Regions from separate parts of the Anas platyrhynchos genome. Here region 2 is linked to region 1. The links are chromatin contacts, called in public Hi-C maps. All regions are on one chromosome and are shown on one strand. Each heading gives the region's core, a stretch centred on a gene start, on an enhancer-like site or on the middle of the called end of the contact. The rest is flanking DNA. Distances are from core to core; before and after follow the strand shown.

Region 1 (3,842 bases), core at 1,278-3,777:
CAGCCTCTTATTTCTCAATTTCTCTTTCTTGAGCTGCACCGGAGTACAACTGTTCTTAACAACGATCTACCTACAATCAAGTGTCTGCATAATTGACTTGTCTCTCTTGTAGAGTTGCAATTAACGTTAACCAAAATTAAGGAAACCTAAAATAATTTCATTTAGCAATTATTTATATAGCACTTGTTTGTTTGTTTTTCAGGCTGATGCTGATTACACTTTTTTTCTTTCCCCAGTCTGTTTTGTAAAAGCACTTTATGACTACGAGGGCCAGACAGATGATGAGCTGTCCTTCCCAGAAGGGGCGATCATCCGCATCTTGAACAAGGAGAATCAAGACGATGATGGGTTTTGGGAAGGAGAATTCAACGGACGTGTTGGGGTATTCCCATCAGTGTTAGTTGAAGAGCTTACGGCCTCAGAAAATGGAGAGACTCAGTGGATTGGAGATATTCAGGTACTTGGAGAGTTGTATGAGTGGTGTTAGTTTGTTAGGGCATGTTCCTGTAGGAAATTTTACCCTCCGCACACTAACCCTTTTCACTCAGTGACAAGCTTTGACAATCTTGAGCTTTTCCTTTGGCTAGTAATGTACTTGATATTATGAAAATGTGATTTAGAAATCACCCAATTTGGGAAGTTTTGCAAGACTACAAGGATCTGCTGCTTCTTTAACAGAAAAAAAAAAATAGAACAAATTAAGAAAAAATAAAAAAGTGAATGCTTACCTTTTAGCTCCTTACCCAGCCTAATAATTACCAACTGATGTGTTTTGGCAAATGCAGCAGATTTGTGAATAAAGGAAAGTATTTGGGTAGAAAGGAAATGAGCCAAGGAGAAAATTCGCAGTCTCCTTCTTGTAATTAATTCATGGCATGGACTGAGACATCGAACAGAACCTGGCAAAAAGAGAATTACAGGCTCTCTTAGCCCTAATTTAATGTTTTCATACTTAAAGCTGGTCTGCGTCTTCTCAATTTTTGAAGGGAGAATGCTGCTGAATATTGTAGCACAGTACTTTTTGCCAAAATGTCCTCATTTCAGTGTAGTTCTGTAATCCCCACGCTACAGTAGAAAATCAGGCGCCTTCTGTAACTGTGGTGCTGGAAACTGGACTTCCATGTGTCCTACAGACATTTCTCCAGTGTTTTATTCTTTGATTTGAGAAGACCACGAAGACAGAGGAGTGTTCAGCTGCATTCCTGGGCACGCTGAGTTCCTCTGTTCTGACTGAGCTTCACTTCATTTGAGATAAAAATGCCGAAGTGCTGCCTGTATTTAAATGGGTAGGAATGCCTCGGGGCTGTCAGAGGTAACCAAAGAGACATTCATGGTGCTTTTTGGACAAACTTTGCACGTCCATACAATACCAATGCTAATTTTGTTTCATATTCTTTGTCCCAGTTACATGCAGGAATGTTATTGCTTCTGTTTTTCTCAACATTTTAACAGCACAAACAGAACTGAGCAGTCAGATCGCTTTTATCACATTTTTGTGTATGTGTGGAGAGGCACGTTTGGCCAAATGGCTTTTTTTTTTTCAGATAACCTTCAAAAAGCCCGTCTAAATTATACCTGGGAAAGGATGAAAATTTCTGCTCGGTGGCAACCTGTGATTTAAAGATAGATCTGTAATCGCTGTTGGATATCTTGGCTGTCCTCCTCTGGTGTACCCGACAGCGCTTTTGTCGGATAGTTTTTCTCCAGATGAAAGTTCCTAGCATGATAATGCCCCAGAGAGCTTCTTGTGCCGTGGTGTGTAGATAAAAACCGTGGAGGAGTAAGGCTTTACCTCTCTCTCACGCAGGTATCCCCGACTCCGAAGCCCAACAACGCCCTCCCGCCGCTGCCGCTGTACGACCAGCCTCCCACGAGCCCCTACCATAGTCCAGATAAAAGAGGGTCCCAGTACTTCCCCAGATCGCCGTCGACTAACGGTAAGAAGTTTTGTGATAGCCAGAGAAACAGTTCAGCTCAATGCTCTATTTAAAATGTTGGTATTTCAGGAAAACAACAAAAAAAAAAGCTTTTTTTGCACCATAAATCTTACTCGGCAATATTGAGTGACCGGTTGGTGGTGTGTTGACGCTTTCTCTTTCAGAAAACAGCTTCAGCTCAGAGTCCCCTGGATTCTCCCAGCCTCCCCGACTTCCTCCTGAAACTTCATACGGCAAACTGCGACCTGTGAGTTTCAAATGCTGTTTTTTTTGTCGATGTTACCAGGTTTTAAAGCTGGGTCATGTCGCTAGCCCAGGTAAAACACATGCAGGGGCATTCAGGGCGGTGGAATTCCCGTGGCCTGTGATACAACACCTGATGGTTTGGCTCTCGGTGCCCTGCAAATCCAATTACTCCGTGTAATAATAGAGCATCTCGGGAGAATGGTGCGAGGAAAGGTCTGCTCACTCCCCTTTGATAATACCACAGATGTGTCAGAAAGCTGTGGGACACGAGAGCTATTGGAGATAAGTGGGTACTGGAACAAAACAAAGCTGCGCTTGTTTAAACAATAAGTCCCTGACTGGGCTTAAAAATGACCTTGAATTTTATCTGGCCCCTTTGTATCCAGCCTGCCCTTCTGCGTCTGCCTTGGTAGCTGTAATAGCTTCGTGTCTCTTTGTGAGGCACATGAATTGTGAAATGTAAGCTGGGAGGAAATTGTTACGTCTATAATGTAGATGTTAGTCAATAAACGCACACCACCTTGCGAGGCTTTGGGAGATTACTTCTGCTGTTGCCACACGTAATACCCACTGAGCAGAACCAATAAAGAGGTGGTGAATAAATGCCAGAACAGTTTAATCGTATGATTTGTACAAATGTTTTGTGTTTTTTTTTTTTCCAGAGGTTGTGTTCCCAGCCACACAATGTGCTGGCAGACAAATCTGCTCACTGGCAGTTTGATGTAATATGCAAGCCTTGGAGCTTTGTTGCATTTAGGGCTATTTTTTTTCCAAACTGCTTGATTTGAGAATTTTGAATTAAAAATTTCTTAACAGTGATATCCTGTACGTTTTGTGATGCCTTTGCTGCTTAGACAGAGAGCTCCTGCCAGGAAAGGAAAGGAAAAATTTCATCACTTCAGTCTTGCAAAGTTCATCCGCTAAGGTTAACTTTGAATCACATTTTGAGGATTTCAAAGTCCTGCAACAAATCACATTAAGATCTAATATTTGTGTTTTCCTAACATTTTTAATGAATGAGTTTGCAGAAGAAGTATTTTTTGAATGAATATTCAATAATATTCAAATATTCCAGCAGTCAGTGAGTTAGCCTTAGTGAAATACAGATGAAAGATAACAGTGCTGCATTATTAAACATTTAAATACTGAACGGAGAAGTTGCAAGTTATCATATTCTCTGGTGAAATGACTGATTCAACTCTTTCATTTTGTAGATTTGTATTTACTTAATTTGTTTCTTGCAGCTGAGTGTCTTTTCAAGATACTACAACAGTGCCATGTCTTAATTAAAGGGATTTCTCGTAGTATTGCATTTTAAATATGCATGTTTTTAAAATATTGTGAAGTTTTTTAGGGTATTGCTGACAGTACCAACCAGGGCTGCGCAGCTGTTTCATACTCCACAATTCATGTTTTTCATAGCGAGTCATTCTGATGTGTTCTGAAAACGTGATAAAAACCCTGCATGGACTTTAAACACCCTTTAAACCCTGTTAAATCCCAAGGAAATGCTCGGCCAGGAGCAAAAATAACTTCATTAATGTGCAGGCAGAATAAATAGATGCTTGCACCACCACGATTGCCAGTCGTGCTGGAGAAAAGCCACCTGAGCCTGGTGACGGGACAGTATCACAAAGAGCCCAAAATTGCAGCAGTGCT
Region 2 (3,909 bases), core at 1,238-3,737, 400 kb before region 1:
GGGGACAGGGGGGTTTGGGGACGGGGAGTTCGGGGACACGAGGGTTCGGGGACACGAGGGTTTGGGGACACGGGGGAGGGACAGAGGGTTTGGGGACACAAAGTTTGGGGACCACAAGGTTTGGGGACACGAGGTTGTGGGGATGCAAGGGTGTGGGGACGACACGGGGGTTTGGGGACAGGAGGGTTGGGGGACATGGGGGTTCGGGGGACATGGGGGTTTGGGGACAGAGAGTTTGGGGACACAAGGTTTGGGGACACGGGGTGTGGGGTCATGAGGGTTTGGGGACAAGGAGTTCAGCGACACAGGGGTTTGGGGACATGAAGTTTGGGGACGGGGGGGTTTAGGGATGGGGGGTTTTGGGGACGCAGGGTGTGGGGACATGAAGATGGGGACACGAAGTTTGGGGACATGGGGTTTTGGGGACAGGAGGGTTTGGGGACAGGGAGTTTGGGGACAGAAGGTTTTGGGGACCACAAGGGTTGGGGACAGAGGGGTCGGGGACATGAGGGTTTGGGGGACGCGAGGGTTTGGGGATGACACGGGGTTTGGGGACACAAGGGTTTGGGGGACGTGAAAATGGGGACAGGGGGTTCGGGGACACGGGGGAGGGACAGGGGCTTTGGGGACACGGGGGTTTGGGGACAGGGAGTTTGGGGATGTGGGGTTCGGGGACACGGGGTTAGGGGACCACAAGGTTTGGGGACACAGGGTGTGGGGACAGAAGGGTTGGGGACATGAGGGTTTGGGGGACATGGGAGTTTGGGGACACAAGGTTTGGGGACACGAGGAAGGGACAGAAAGTTTGGGGACATGGGGTTTGGGGACACGGGGTTCAGGGACAGAAGGTTTTGGGGACCACAAGGTTTGGGGACACAGGGCTTTGGGGACACAGGGTGTGGGGACACGACGGTTTGGGGGACGCGAGGGTTTGCAGGACATGAGGGCTTGGGGATGACACGGGGTTTGGGGACATGAAGACGGGGACATGAAGTTTGGCGACACGGGGGTTGGGGACAGAAGGTTTTGGGGACCAAAAGTTTTGGGGACAGAAGGTTTTGGGGACAGAGGGTTTTGGGGCCGGGGGGAGTTGCTCGCCTCGGCACTCGGGGCCGATCCTGACGTCGCGGCAGCTGTGCTTGATGTGCAGGCGGCCGTCCATGTCGCGCTGCGTCTGGTCGTGGTAGTAGAGCAGGCTGCCGTCCAGGTACAGCACGAACCAGTTCCTCTTCCAGCGCCGTAGGATCGAGCCTAAAAGGGATCGAGCGGGATTTGTAGGATCGTGCAGTCCCACCCCATTTGGGGTGCAGCCAACGCCGTCCCCCAAATCCCCCCGGGGACGCCTGGCGGCGGTGACGACCCCGACAGCGCGGCCAGGTGGTTTCGGTGATGCGCTTGGAGCAAACCCCAAAAAGCTGCCAAAAAAAACCTATAGGATGCCTCCGTGCTGCTCTGTAGGATGCGGAACGGCCCCATCCGTGCTCTTGGGGTTCCTCTCCTCTCTGTGATCCCCCCCCCGGCACCCCAAAGCTCCCCACTCACTCTGCCGCCAAAGCCAGCCGCTCTTCACCAACGCCATGGCCACGGGGTGGTTTTTGGGATCTGTAGGGTCGAGGGGAAACAGTGGGGTTAGGGGAGCAGCTCCCTGTTTGCCTGCACCCCGTTCCCTGTCCCCCTTTTTGGGGTTTGGTAATCTGGGGAGCGCTCGGGCGGGGAGAGCTCCGGCCACCTTGCTCCGTGCCCCTATAATCTCCTCGGGATTTAGGGATTATCATCCCGAGGAGGTAACCACCCCCCCGAATCCCCCCCCGGTAACTTTCCACGGCCCCCGCTCGTTTGTTTTCCCTGCCTGGATGGAAATTAGTCCTTAATGAGGCCGTGAAATCATTGCTCCCCGGGGCCCCGAGCACCACCCCATATCCCCATCCCCCTGTACCCCACCCCCTTGTACCCCATCCCCTTTTAACCCCATCCCCGGCACTTTTATCCCCTTGTACCCCATCCCTGCACCCCCACCCCATTAATCCCAGCCCGATCCCACCACCCCCTTATCTCCCACCCCCTCGTACCCCGTCCCTAGCACCCCTATCCCCCGCTACCCTAACTCCTAGGACCCCCATCCCTTTGGAACCCCATCCCCGGACACTTTTATCACTTTTTACCCCACAAAACCCCCTTTTTACCCCACAAAACCCCCTTTTTACCCCCTCCCCAGTTTCCCCATCCCCCTGTCCCCCATCCCCTACCACCCCTCTCCCCTTTTCACCCCATCCCTTTTCACCCCATCCCCGCTACCCCCATCCCCTGACTCTCCCCTTCCCTCTCCCCATCCCCGTTCCCCCCCAAACCCTCCCAAAACCCCCAAAACCCCCCTGGGCACCCCTCACCGAGCGGCAGCAGCACGGCGGGTCCCCGCTAAGGGTTGCGCTCTGCTCCCGCTGCCCGTCCCTACCCACACGCACGGGGCTTCGGGAGCTGTAGTCCTGCTCGGGGAACGCGGCCTAAAGAGCTGCAGAGTCCCCAAAGGACCACGATGGTTTTGGGATCAGGTTTTGGGGTCGCTGGGCACGGTGGTGCAGCCAGGAGGGATGCCCTGGGGATGTTGGTGCAGGGGGGCGATGCTGCGGATGGCCCCCGCATCGCCTGCGGCCCTAAAAGCAGCTGTGGGGTCGGGGTTGGGTTGAGATTCGCCTGCCCCGATGCGAAATCCCAAAAAAAAAGCAGGGCTGGGAGGAGCGGGGGATCCGTGAGGAGGTTGCGGCTCCAAACCCTGAGCCCCCCCTGACCTCGCCGAGCTTTAATCCCCCCTGCGGTGCCCATGGGGAAAAGCTGGGAAAAAAAAACCCTAAAAAACACTGAGCTCGTGGCACGGGTGCTGTTTTTTTTTTTTTTTTTTGGGGGTCTGTCGCTGCTGCTGCCACAGGTGGGGGTCCCATGGGTGCCATAAGCACAAATTTGGGGTGACGGAGAGGGGGCGGCAGCCCCAAAACCCAGCTCCTCTTATCCTCTGCTCCTCGTCCGTAAAAGCCATACACACACACATAAATTGTGTCTATTCCCGCTGTGCAGGCGTTAAAATCCCAACCAAGTTATTTATAAGCAGGGTGATAATTAATATTAATATGGAATTAATATATGGGCTGATAATTAAGATGTTTATTAAGCTTTCAGCAGCCCTAAAGGCAAAAAAAAATCATTGATTCCGGCTTTTTACTATAAAAACCTTTCCCCTCCCCTCCCTCCAGCGCTGGCTTTACAGCCATAAATTGGTAAAATTTGTTCTGCCATAAATTGGTAAAAAAAAGACTTTCTTAGGTCAAACTTTGGCTGAAAATTTAATTCATTTGAGGCCAATGTTGATCGGACCCTCGGCCGGGCGCTGCGTTTGGTGCGATGGAGCCCCAAAAGGTTTTCTTCTGCGCACGGGGCTGGGATAATTTGTCTCCTTGACAAGTTTATTCCGAGAAGAGACAAAAAAAAAGGTGGAAAAGAGCAGAAGTAAAACCTGCAGGGAGCAAAAAATCAGGGCAGCGGGAAGCCGTGGCAGGCGTCGGGACCTTAAAACCAAAAGCAAGGCCATAAAAACCTCCCCGAATCGCTCAGCTCTCCTCTGGGGACGAACACGGTGGTGGTGCAGGATTTGGGGGGCTGATTTATTTATTTTTGTTGCAAACTGTCTGTTTTTTGGTGTTATTTTTGAGCTGCCTGGGATAAATTTGGGGCACGGTGGCTGGAAACGGTGATTTGGGGACTTTAAGGGGTCGCTTTTCTTTACAGCTGGCAAAGCTGGGAGGGTGGGAGAAGGGAGGTGGCCTCAAATGCTTGTGGAGGAGGACCGAATTTGTGGCTTTGCCCAAATTTTTGTAGTAATCAGGTGGAGCTAATTAGGAGAAACCCACTTGGAGACTT

What was found. A called contact is a pair of places that touch in the nucleus more often than the background predicts.
Region 2: a Hi-C map of skeletal muscle shows a contact between it and region 1, with 3 times the contacts expected there. The contact joins the promoter of PLEKHB1 here to the enhancer-like site in region 1.

Annotation. Positions count from the first base shown.
Region 1 is chr1:205,412,831-205,416,672 of IASCAAS_PekinDuck_T2T, reverse strand. It overlaps FCHSD2 (FCH and double SH3 domains 2), which reads left to right. Exons shown (of 20, transcript XM_027462102.3): 17 at 237-457; 18 at 1,808-1,937; 19 at 2,102-2,184. Among named protein-coding and RNA genes, the nearest start is that of RPS3, 12 kb to the right of the region's middle. Within about 2 kb of position 2,527, at least 4 of the 8 cell types and tissues checked have an H3K27ac peak or open chromatin away from gene starts, as enhancers often do.
Region 2 is chr1:205,813,997-205,817,905 of IASCAAS_PekinDuck_T2T, reverse strand. It overlaps PLEKHB1 (pleckstrin homology domain containing B1), which reads right to left and starts at 2,487. Exons shown (of 7, transcript XM_027462307.3): 1 at 2,388-2,487; 2 at 1,543-1,602; 3 at 1,099-1,251. The coding sequence starts at 1,579.